Regions from separate parts of the Mus musculus genome. Here regions 1, 3 and 4 are each linked to region 2. A link is a contact called in public Hi-C, HiChIP or PLAC-seq and Micro-C data. All regions are on one chromosome and are shown on one strand. Each heading gives the region's core, a stretch centred on a gene start, on an enhancer-like site or on the middle of the called end of the contact. The rest is flanking DNA. Distances are from core to core; before and after follow the strand shown.

Region 1 (2,700 bases), core at 38-2,537, 240 kb before region 2:
AGGTCTTCCCTGACCACCCTGGCTCCTCCCGGCACAGTGCCCTGCTCTGTCTCTGCATGGTAATTTTCCCAGTCTGTAATTACGTGGTGTATTTTCGACCAGGGGCCGCTTCGTAGTGCCAGGAGCTCTGTCCTGTCCCTGCGGCACCTCCAACACTGTCTGCTGTCTGGGACATAGCAGGGGCTTCAGTGGGGACTGTGGGAAGGAAGGAGTGGACCGTGGGCAGCCTGGGATTCTCCCTCAATGCCCAAGCAGCCAGCCTCTAGCCTCAGTGTGGTACTTGGCAGTGGGCAGGGAGAACCAAGCCTGACAGTGCCCGTAGTGGTGCCCATAAGAGGAGGCGGAAGCAGGTGCTTCCACTTGCCACGTGCCGGGCACTGGGCCAGGTGCTCAGCAGGGAAGGTTCCAGGTAATGTAGCCCATGAGCCTGGAGGAAGTGTTCTTATCTTCTTCTAGATGAGGGAATTGAGATGCCAAGGGACTCATGGGGGCTCCAAACTTGGCCCTCTTTTCTGTAACTCTGTCCTAGCCACTGTTAGGGGCTGCACTGAGGCAGGGGCATGGGATGAGGACAGATGGGGCCTCAAGATGTGGAACTAGATCAGGGGCAGGTGAGGGGGTGGGGAGAAAGGGGGAATCCTAGTGGGTGGTGGCTAGTAGGAGGGCCATGGGGAAGGGATGCTCCTGAGATAAGGGCAGAGAGCCAGGAGGGGGTAGGGAAGCTTGGAGAGATGCCAGGCCCCGGCAGTACCTAAGCTCAAGCTACCCACATTGCCAGCAGATCTCACCGTATGGAGAAGGGACCAAGTGTGACATTTCAGCCAGAATGGTGGCTGAGGCAAGCTGGCTAGTCTGTCACCTTAGGGTCACCACCCAGGTCCCTCTGTGCTCTAGCCAGCAGTACCAACATTCATCCCTTAGGCCTCCAGACAAGAAAGTCACACTGAGGAAGAGTAGGCAAGGGGAGGCAGAGAGCCTCAGAGATGGGAGGTACCACGGTTTGCTGGCTTCAGGCTTTGCTTTCCAAAAGAGGGTCTCAGGGGGCCAGGAATGGGGTGGGCAGGAGTGGTGGGCTGTGGAGAAAGTATGATAGATGGAGAGAGGGGAGAGAGAGTTCTGGAGAGAGTGGGAGGAAGTGAGGGGGAGGAGGGGCAGCTGGAGGTAAAAGGGGGCTGGGGCATGGCCTGGAGTAGGAGGCTCAGCAGCGGGTAAGGGAGGGGAGGGCAGAGCACTCCCTGGCCTGTGTCATGCCTGCCACTGAGCCTGTGTGTATGCACATGTATGCGTGCGTCCCTGGGGTGGATCTGGGGACACACATTGAGCGGGAAGGCTGGCTGCTAGGCTGAGGAGAGCCCTGGGCCTGTGGGGAATGTTCCAAGGAGAGATTTATTAGTGAAACAAAAGCATATTTTTTAGGCAGGACTGTTTGTACAGTTATTTCATGACATCGCCTTGGCCTCGGGCCCAGAGCAGAGCGGCCGAGGAGGCCCCGCACGGCTGGCCGGGTGCACAGGCCTATTCGTTAGCTGGCCGTCCTCTCCCGTCCTTATCTGGTCCTGGACATCAAAGCGGGGGCTTTTCATAAATGAATTAAAATAGCATACACACAGCACCGGGGCGGAAGACCCCAGGCCAATTAGCTCTAAGTAGGGTGAGAGGCCTTTCAGAGACGAGCCCCTTTCTGAAGGAGTCGCAGCGGCTTGTCAAACTCGATGAAATATTTTGCCCAAAGCTCATTAAAATAATGAACCTGCATTTCTTTCCTCAAGAGAATAATTAGCAGACTTCCAAATGGGTTAAAGCAGCAATTTAGAAGTGGCCCCCCTTAATCGTCCCATTTACTACATTTTGTGACAAGGAAACTCTGGCGCCTTGGGGAGGAGCCGAGAGTCTCGGCATTGGCTCTGTGTGGTGACGGCAGGGCTGTGGAGCTGGGTGGGAGCTGGGGGGCCTGCAGAGAGGGCTGCGTTCAACTTGGGATCCTGCCTATCTCTGCCACCTCCCTTGCTTTGCAACCATAGGCCCCCTCCTCCTTGTACATCTATCTATAACAGGTTGGTTAGAGACTGGAGGCCTGAGGGTTAGGGCCATCACCATGCTGGGAGAATATCAACTCTAAGATACAAGAGAATGAGGGTATCAGATGTAGGCTCTGCTTCAGAACAGGTACAGACGAAGAGAACGCCAACAGGTAGGTGATCTGAGCCTTAGCATAATCAAGGGCAGAGCCCTGGTACATCAGAGACTCCGAAGAGGAAACGAGAAGATACCACTTAGGGAGATGTTGGGGGAATACATGAGTTGAGGGCTGAATGGATTGAGAAGGGTGAGCTCAGAGTGAGCCAGGGGCTGTGTCCCTAGATGTTGATAACTTTGATGGCCAATGGGCAGAGTGGCAAGTTCATCTGGTGCAACAAGTGTGGGACAGACAAGAGGGTCATAGGCAGGCTGGTCTCCTGCTGAGAGTCATCCACCCTTCCCCATGCTGCTAACAGGGAGGTTCAACTTTTGACAGTAGCCTGAGGTAGCCCTGGACAATCCAGAGAGCAGCAATAAATTCAAATGTGGCTGAATCTAAAGGTTGAGTGGTCCTCAGCAGGAGCCTCCAAGACCACCTTGCTTTGCTTCTTCCTCTTTTTCTTATTCCGCATTTGTTGTTTACAAAGTAAGACACTCATGATGGAGATTGGGTAAAACAGA
Region 2 (2,700 bases), core at 19-2,518:
AACGGTACACTAGGTACAACCCAAGGCGTGTCTCAGCCAAAAAAACAGAACACCCGCTGTGACTCCAAGCAACAGAAGATGGAGAGCTAAGAGCAAGCTCTACAACAGATAGACCGTGAAAACAAACTAAACCAAAGCAAAACCTAGACACAGCACCAAGACATGAAGCTAGGCGCTGAATTTAACGCCAATAAAGTCTCCACTGGCAGGAAAGGGTGTGAAAACGAATGCAAGAACATGTGAGGCCCTGCTGAGTGTGAACGAGGGTCTGGGACCTGGGGAGCTGACCCTGTTCCACTTGAAAGTAGGACCCAGCAAGGGCTGTTTTAAGGGCTCAGAGAGCCCACCGGATCTCATTTTGCCCCTGGGAAACTGAGGCCTGCCAAGAGAGTTACAGAAAGCAAGGGCGGGCCAGGAAGGGTCCAGCTGCAGGGAGGTGGGTCGCCCCTGCGGGGCCAGGGAGCCTCACAGTAAGGGAGGAAACTGGAGAGATGACCTCATCCCCCAGGCCTCCGGCCGCGCGGCTCACGGGTTTTAACCGCAGGCATGGCGGGACAGTTCCCTGGTATGCGGGCTGTGGGGCTCACGGAGCTGGAGTGTGTGCTAGGACTTTTTCAATGCAGCTGTCTTTGTGTGGGATTTGAAAACAAGCTGGGGTTTGAGAGACAAAAAACAGCCCTGCACCTGGGCCTGGCCAGGGTCTCCTATTGCAAGGAGGGGTGGGTGGGTTTGGCGGCGTGCATGCACATTCAGCAGACTTGCACGTACACGGCGTGCACACACATGTGCGCCACGTCTACAGATGTACATACAGCTTGCTCTAGATTCAGAGGCCGGATTGGGGGCTGGGCGGCGGGAGGGGGGGTGTCCTCCTTGGGGCCACAAACAAGTTTCAAGGCCAAGCACACCTATAACACCCCTGATCAAAGTTCTAGCCAGACCCTGGCCTGGCAGGGCCCAGTTTTCTCCAAGAACAGCTTTTCAGACCCACAGAATATGCCTGGCTCAGCAGAATGCTTAATCCCTCGGAGGCCGCCTGGCTTCCTTGGCCCTGGCTGAGATAACAGGGCTCTGGCACCACGAAAGCCAGGCGCTGAGGCAGGAGTACCGGCGCTGGGGTTGGGGAACACAGCCTCGCGTGACTTCTTCTCCACCATTTACCCAATGTGCTCCCAGAATCCCTCACAGAGCTCCCTTGCCCTGGGCCCCCGTGGGGCACCGCGGGCTGTGGTTTGGGCTCCCGCGCTCGGCACTCTGGGCTCGGCCCAAGGGCTGCTGGAATGTGTGTTACAAGAGCGCCACCTGGTGTCTCCACAGCTCGTCAGAGGCTGCCCTGTCCTTAGCTCAAAGGCTGAAATAAACATCTTTGTTTTTCACCCAACTCCCGTCCACAGCATGTAGCAGCTGCATTCTACACTATGTCCCCCAGCCTGAGGCTCCAACAGCCATTCTCACCCTAGAGGCCTGGAATCCACAACCATGATATCTGCGTGGGCCTAGGACACATGCACCTTTCGGAGGCCATGAGCCATCTGCAACAGCACACAACTCCTCCTTACCTAACCCTTTGACCAATCATCATGTCTTCTAGGAAAATATCACCACCCTATATACAAGGTCCTTTGAGCCATACACTTCTTCACTGGTCCATATGTCCAGGCTGGACACACGCCAGCCTCACATCTGCTTCCCCAACACCATGGTCATGACTCTGAAGTAAGCCACTAGACACAGCCAGCTCAAATCCTGGAAGGTATGGCCTCTAAAGGCTAGCATGTGAGGATACAGCTTACGAACATGGCAAAGTTGGGGACAGACAATGGCTCAGCAGTTAAGATCCCTTGCTACGCTGGCAGAGGTTCTAAGTTTGGTTGGGTACGCATGTTGGGCTGTTCACAATCGTCTGTTACTCCATCTCTAGGGGATCTGCCACATTATCTTCTGGATTCTGTGGGCATTTCGAGCACACACACACACAGGAGGCGGCAGGGAGAGAGAGGCTTTAAAATAATGTGGCAAAGCCAAATGGGGAGGTTAAGACTAAAGCCAACTATACTTTCATCCCTATACTTTACAGTTGGAGACACTGAGGTTCAGGGGTATCATTGTATCCTTAGGGGGCATGCCTGGGAACAAGACTTAAAAAGAAGGGGGTTCTGTATCCTACTCCATATATACACTCTGAGCAGCCGGGGTGTTGAGCCTCCCTCTGCATAGTAGAAAAGTGTGAAAGAGATGTGAGCCTACTCAAAGAAGCCCATCATCACATCCAGGTTGCCCAGAAAAGAGCAGAGGGGAGTTCCAGAAGGGAGTGTGCAGCGTTGACCGGAGGTCAGTCCTAATAGTAGGAAAGCAACCCTGCTGGATATATATAGTGTTTGTGCAAAGGTCCTGAGGCAGTTGGGAGGGAGAGATGGGGAGGGAAGGGAGGTTTGGAGATGGGGGGGGGTGTATGCTTAAATGTGTGACACTCTGAAGACCATGAGGGAGAAATTGGAAATTATCCCAAACCACCCAGGGAGCGTCTGGGACACTCAGGTTTTTGTCCTATAAAATCTCTTCTTAGCTGTTGTGGGGCAGGGAGGGTCCAGGGAACGAGAAGGGGACAAAAGAGGTAATGAGGTCACTGCCCTCACAGTGGTGGACAAAGAGCCACTTCTGGGAAGCAGAACAGACTGGGGAGGGGCTGCCTTGGGAGTG
Region 3 (2,700 bases), core at 84-2,583, 250 kb before region 2:
CCAGGGAATCAGGCCTGCTGAGCCTGTCTCTTAAGACTCAGACTGAGCCCCCAAGGGTCTATGAACTCCTTGCTCTCTTTCCAACACCCAGTTCCTATCAGAATTCTTTCCCTCTGAAACACATGGGTTTGCTCTCAGACAAAGACAAAGCACTTCCTCCTTTAGCAAAAGAACCTTGAATTAGCCACTTAATTCACTAGGGGGTCCGTGTAGTGGTACACTGCCCTCTGGTCATTGGACAGAAGAAAAGCTAACAGGGGCCTCTCAGGTAACCAGGCTGTGTGGGGAGGGAGGTTGTTCTTCAGGTATTTTCCTTCTTCCTGCTACTGAAATGCAGAGGTGATGGCAACCCTGGGAGAAGCCATAGGGGTGCCACTTTGTAGACAGAGAAGCATCCAGAGAGCAGAGGCGATTCCTGGTCTGACTGCTGCTCTAGGCCCCTGGAAGCTCTTAACTGAGACACCACAGTCATCATCTCAGCCAAAGCTCAACCAATCTGCACTGCCCTCCTCACAGCATGGCCGATGCTCTGCTTGCTCCTTGAGACCTAGCACATTCTACTCCTAGCTTGACATATCCACATATAAGTTACCTCTGAGCTGTGTTTTAAGCCACATGACTAGCTCTGAGTGACCACAAAGCCCAGAATCCTTAGGATGCAGCTCCCATGCCACCCACTGCTTGGTGGTACCCACCCTGCCTCTTTCTCCCTGGCCTTAAGGCTTGCCACAAGAACACTGTGCCCTACCTCAGTGGGTCTGGCTGTAACCATGTGGTGCCAGTGGGCTGAGAATACCAGTAGGAAGGGGTTGTGGGTTCCTCTAGAGCAGGCAGAGATCCAGCTAAGCTGGGGGGAGGCTGAGGACCTAGTGATGCCTGCTGCCCCAGGCCTGGTCCTTTTTGAGCCTTATTGGGCCCCAAACAAGCACGGTATTTCCTATGACAGCTGTAGGCTTGCAGGTGAGCCTTGTGGAAGCAGGGGCAGGAGCGGGAGAAAGGGCTGAGATGCTGGCTGGGTGAACTGACAGCCCGCCCAAGTTTCCACAACTGTCTGCACAGAGCTGCACGGTGGTTTCCACAGGCTCTGCCAAGTGGCGGCTGCCGGCTCGGCCTGGGGTTCTGACCCCCGACAGGGCCTGCTCTCTGCCAGGCAGCCCTGAGAAGCTAGGGCAGACAGGGCCCAAAGAGTTAAGCCACCCTCCACCCCATCTCATTCCTACAGTTTTCTGTCCAAGGCACAGCTGACGTGAAAAACAATAGCATTCCCTTGGAGAGGTTCGGCTGCGGGCTGAGGCCCCCCTCCCCAATAATTACTCAAGACATTGGCACGAGCCAGGCCTGGTTAGGTAACAGGCTGCTCGCTCGCTCCGGAGACTTATAACTCACAGTCAGTTACACATAATCTCTGTAGACAACAAAATCGTTTCCAGGATGGTGGGGAGGGTGAGGCCTTGTGGAGAGGGTACAGGGGGCAGAAGGGGCAGAGACCAGGGTAAGGTGGGGGTAGGGTGTTATTGTGGGGACTACCAGGAGTCTCAGGGATGCAGCTAGGGAACTCGGGGTGTTGATGAAGCAACTATGGTAAGGGAGGGAGTTGCCCTGCCTCCTCTCTACAATACTCCCCACCCTTGTCCTAGTCCTTGGAAATGGGAGGCCACCCTAGTCTGGTCTGCTATTGAGCAGAGCTCCAGAGGCGCTCATTCATACTGGAGTGTGAATGACTGCTTTGGGTGCTTCCTCCTCCTCTCCTGACAGCCTCACAGAGGACAATTTATTGCCTGTTTACTGTCCATGGCTCACTGTACATGACTTCCTCAAGGGCAGGGCCACATACTGCACCCCCTGCCTCTCCCCACTCCCCGTGTTCCCAGAGTACATAGCAGACATTCAGGAAATATCTGCCAAGAACAACGGAGGACATCTAACCCGAAGAAAGCAAGCGTCCGTGGGGTGGAGTCAGGCACATGGGAGGGGTGCCTGACAGGGAGGGTAGCGGAGCTGTAGGTGCTCTGTCACCCTTCAGGGCTCATTCTCCTGGCACTGGGACTCTTCCACAGGAAACCCGCCCATTTTCCTGGAAGGATGCTGAGCTAAGCAGGCAAGGATCGGGAAGGTTTGTGTCTGGAAGGACCTCCCTCAGCCTCCCTCTGGCAACTGGGCAGCTGAGTCAGGCCACTGAAAGCTGGGATAGTATGAGGGAAGAGTCTAGCTCATGTCTAATCTAAACCTAGCCTGGGACTGGGCTTAGTAGGGATTGGGGAGGGAGCTTCCCTCCTTCCTTCTGTATATCTCTGGATTTTTCATCCCTTCATGACTGAGTCTCTGAGTACAAAGACACCCGTGGGCACATGAGTTGAGCACACCACTGCTTTCTTTGCAAACCAGCCTTTGGAGGCAGACTTGACCTGCTGACCTCAGGTTCCCTGTCTAGTCCTTCAGACCTTGTTCATCTGTTGTTCTTCACTCAGCTCAGAAGACCCAGCGGACAGGCAGCATGGCTCTTGTCATGTCCCATGTGGGCCAAATGAATGTGGTACCAAGAGGGAACCCAGTGGGTACTCAGTCCTTGCTTTCCTGCCTCTTCTTTGAAGTCCCTGAGACTTCTGGGATGCAAGAGCTCCTGGACTTTTTCTGCCTACCCTCTAGTCTCCTGTATGAGCTCAGTCCTCTCATCGCCCACGCACACTACTCTCTATAGCC
Region 4 (2,700 bases), core at 165-2,664, 190 kb before region 2:
CTATCAGGATGCTGAGAAGGCTCATCTGTGGGAACCCCTGAGGACATTCTGAGGGGGCTCATGACCACATAACACATGAAGACCCCTCAGCCCTATTCTAACTTGTCATGTTGCCCAGTCAAATATAGCTGTGTCAAATATAGCATCTGGGTGAAATATACACCTTCTGGGATCTACATGTGGCCCCCCTCACTAGGGTGAAGTGGGGGGAGGGGCACAACAATCCAACCTGTGCTTCCAAAGGTGGGAAAAACTCTTTTCTTTGTCTATCCAAGAGCTGGGTCAAGAGGAGCTGCTGCCCTACCCCCGCCTAGCTCTTTCCCGCCTAGTCCTGGGCCTCCTTCGGGCCTAGTCCATGAAGGAAGAGCTGGCCTCCTGCCCAGCAGTAATCTCTGCCCTTCCTTATGGGTAGATTGTGAAGTTCTGCAAACTCAACACTGTTCTCAGAGCCTGGGCTTAGCTGTCTTCCAGGGTGTTCTGTCAGTGTGGATAAGCAGTTTTTCCATGTATTTTCAAGATAGCTTGCTCAAGCCAGAGAGATTGCTTTGGAACTAAATGTTATCTAGACCCATCTGGGAAGCACAAGGAAACTGGTTCCCCAGGGCTGACTGCCTTACCTGCTTAAGTTAGCCTTGCCCATCCCCCTACCCCTACCCCAGGACCTTCCCTTTAGCCTTTGAACACTGTCCACCATGATCCCACAACCTGGCCTGGCTATTCATTTCCTCTCCCTATGTACTTGATCCTGCCCTACCTGACTCTTCTGTAGGAATCCTGCCCTATAGGTCTATTTCCCCAGAGGTAGACCTTTCTGCTCAGATACCTGTGATAGCCATGAGCTGTCAGCCTTAGGAACAGTGTATCTTTTTTTTTTTTTTTTTTTTTTTTTTTTTTTTGAGGGCTCTGTTTCCTCAAAGCTGTGTCCCCAAAACTTGGTGTGCAGTGGGGGTGTTGATACTGCTTCAGTCAAAACCAGCAGGGACAGAGTGCTGACTGCTCCAGGGTGCAAAGCTGACCTGCTGGGCAGAGGCAACACAGTGGGCAGGGCCCTCCCGGGGCCACCACCCGGTCCCCCCAGCCCCTCCCTCCTTCCCTAAAGGGAAGGAGAGGTTAATAAACCAATTACTTTGGGCAACGAAGCAAAATAAGTCCCATTAAAGTAATTAATGTCCTTTGCACAGTCCCCATTGGAGAAGACTAATAAATTGGGGCTTTGTCACCATCCGGTAATTTCTCTCTAAGGCGTTTCTTCACCCCCATCCGACAGCACAGTTTAAGGCTCTGTTAATGCTTTTAAGACGGGCTCAATGCCAGACTAATTAGATTTGCATTTCCACCATGGGCCAGGCTGGGCGCGGATGTGCCCAATGAGAGAGGCTCCAGGACCCTGCCGGGGCCCAGGGACAGCACCCGCCTTTGAGAAGGGGCCATGTGTGGATTCCCACGCCTGCCTGGGGCGATGGCCTGCTACCCTGTCTGCCTGCTCAGCTTCCCGGTCCCCGGGGAACAGGGCCTATGGCTTTGATCCAGGAAGAGGCCAGACTTCATTCTCAGGGGGTCCCGCCATGAATGGTCCCCACTAGGGCCTACAGAGGTCAACAGTATGGTCCATGTCTTGGGGTCTCTCCAGAGCTCTGTAAGGCCAGGCCCTGTTGGCTTTTAGGAGGACAGTATAGAAAAAGGGGACAGAACAATATAAACATTGAGGAGCTGGACAGACACAGCCCAGCCAAGATAGCCAACCCTGGCATTGGGATAAGTTGTGTAAACAGTTGGCACCCTTAGTGGATGATAGAGAGAGGCTTAACTTCTTTTCCTAACCTATAGTCTCACCTAATACTAAGAAAAATGTGACAGAACTCAGCTTAGACACCCCAGAACCTTTGGAGAACCCATGGTCATATCAAAGATAGAAAGAAATAGTTCCGGTCTAGAGGAGCTTCAGGAGGTAGGACCTGTAGTTGTATGGAATCCTGGATGGATCCTGGACCAGGAAGGGGATATGAGGGGATGCTGAAGATTCAAATAGAGTGAACTGTGTGAGGCACGGTGGGTACTGGTGGGTACTGCTGCTCATCGGTAATGAATAGACACTGAGATATTATGTTCCTGACAGACACTGGAGAGGACATGTAGGGACTCTGTACTGACTCTGCAATGATCTTATAATTATAAAACTGTCCTACAATATGCTTCACTTCAAATGAATCAAATACAATAATAGGGAGAGATAAGAGGCTGGTGGAAGGAGAGGGGTCTTCGTATCATTCCTTCTTGCCTGTGGCACAGGTAGATAGGTGTCTGTCACTGAATTGGACATAATCAATACATCATCTAGGAGATGGAGATAAGCCAAAGTAGATCATCAACAACCCATTAGGTGCTGAAGTCTCCACAGTACCCCTGCAACCCAGTACCTGAAGGAAAGAAGAGCCTCACTGGGCAAGAGATGCTAAGGCCTGAAGCTAGCTATACTCACTCCTCATGGAAAGATGTTCCCTGGGCATTTCAACCATGCAACTCTTGGCCTGAAATCATGCTGAATGAAAATATGGAGAGTAAGTCCTGGGTTGAATTCAGCCTGCTCTAACACTTGAACTCTGAGGGTTCCTCCCCTCCCTAGACCCTGTTATCCTATTTTGTGTGATGGACGCCATTGCCAAGAAGATCACCATGAGCTCAAGTAGCTCCATGGATAGG

What was found. A called contact is a pair of places that touch in the nucleus more often than the background predicts. HiChIP or PLAC-seq counts read pairs in DNA pulled down with a chosen protein or histone mark.
Region 1: a contact with region 2 is called in an H3K4me3 HiChIP or PLAC-seq map of embryonic limb bud, with 5 times the contacts expected there. The contact joins two enhancer-like sites. A contact is called at or near these places in 1 of 15 datasets of contacts at CTCF or cohesin (large pre-B cells), 9 of 484 Hi-C or Micro-C datasets (the HL-1 cell line, the N1E-115 cell line, bone marrow-derived macrophages and 5 more), 9 of 115 datasets of contacts at active chromatin or transcription factors (VIP interneurons, astrocytes, embryonic basal ganglia and 5 more) and 1 of 9 other capture datasets (embryonic stem cells).
Region 3: a contact with region 2 is called in a Micro-C map of palatal mesenchyme, with 2.2 times the contacts expected there. The contact joins two enhancer-like sites. A contact is called at or near these places in 8 of 484 Hi-C or Micro-C datasets (the HL-1 cell line, the N1E-115 cell line, bone marrow-derived macrophages and 4 more), 8 of 115 datasets of contacts at active chromatin or transcription factors (embryonic basal ganglia, embryonic forebrain, embryonic limb bud and 3 more) and 1 of 9 other capture datasets (embryonic stem cells).
Region 4: a Hi-C map of the N1E-115 cell line shows a contact between it and region 2, with 2.8 times the contacts expected there. The contact joins two enhancer-like sites. A contact is called at or near these places in 1 of 15 datasets of contacts at CTCF or cohesin (large pre-B cells), 8 of 484 Hi-C or Micro-C datasets (the HL-1 cell line, the N1E-115 cell line, embryonic stem cells and 4 more), 8 of 115 datasets of contacts at active chromatin or transcription factors (embryonic hindbrain, embryonic midbrain, embryonic stem cells and 2 more) and 1 of 9 other capture datasets (embryonic stem cells).

The regions. Positions count from the first base shown.
Region 1 is chr7:143,388,133-143,390,832 of GRCm38.p6, reverse strand. All of the region lies in intron 15 of Kcnq1 (potassium voltage-gated channel, subfamily Q, member 1), which reads right to left. Among named protein-coding and RNA genes, the nearest start is that of 4933417O13Rik, 59 kb to the right of the region's middle. Within about 2 kb of position 1,287, at least 61 of the 459 cell types and tissues checked have an H3K27ac peak or open chromatin away from gene starts, as enhancers often do. A contact at or near this core is called in the N1E-115 cell line, embryonic limb bud and uterus, where this site is marked.
Region 2 is chr7:143,152,604-143,155,303 of GRCm38.p6, reverse strand. All of the region lies in intron 2 of Kcnq1 (potassium voltage-gated channel, subfamily Q, member 1), which reads right to left. Among named protein-coding and RNA genes, the nearest start is that of Gm28821, 13 kb to the right of the region's middle. Within about 2 kb of position 1,268, at least 105 of the 459 cell types and tissues checked have an H3K27ac peak or open chromatin away from gene starts, as enhancers often do. A contact at or near this core is called in the N1E-115 cell line, embryonic limb bud, palatal mesenchyme and 1 more, where this site is marked.
Region 3 is chr7:143,407,329-143,410,028 of GRCm38.p6, reverse strand. The region is part of intron 15 of Kcnq1 (potassium voltage-gated channel, subfamily Q, member 1); the gene reads right to left. Among named protein-coding and RNA genes, the nearest start is that of Cdkn1c, 52 kb to the left of the region's middle. Within about 2 kb of position 1,333, at least 55 of the 459 cell types and tissues checked have an H3K27ac peak or open chromatin away from gene starts, as enhancers often do. A contact at or near this core is called in palatal mesenchyme, where this site is marked.
Region 4 is chr7:143,339,440-143,342,139 of GRCm38.p6, reverse strand. The region is part of intron 11 of Kcnq1 (potassium voltage-gated channel, subfamily Q, member 1); the gene reads right to left. Among named protein-coding and RNA genes, the nearest start is that of 4933417O13Rik, 10 kb to the right of the region's middle. Within about 2 kb of position 1,414, at least 14 of the 459 cell types and tissues checked have an H3K27ac peak or open chromatin away from gene starts, as enhancers often do. A contact at or near this core is called in the N1E-115 cell line, where this site is marked.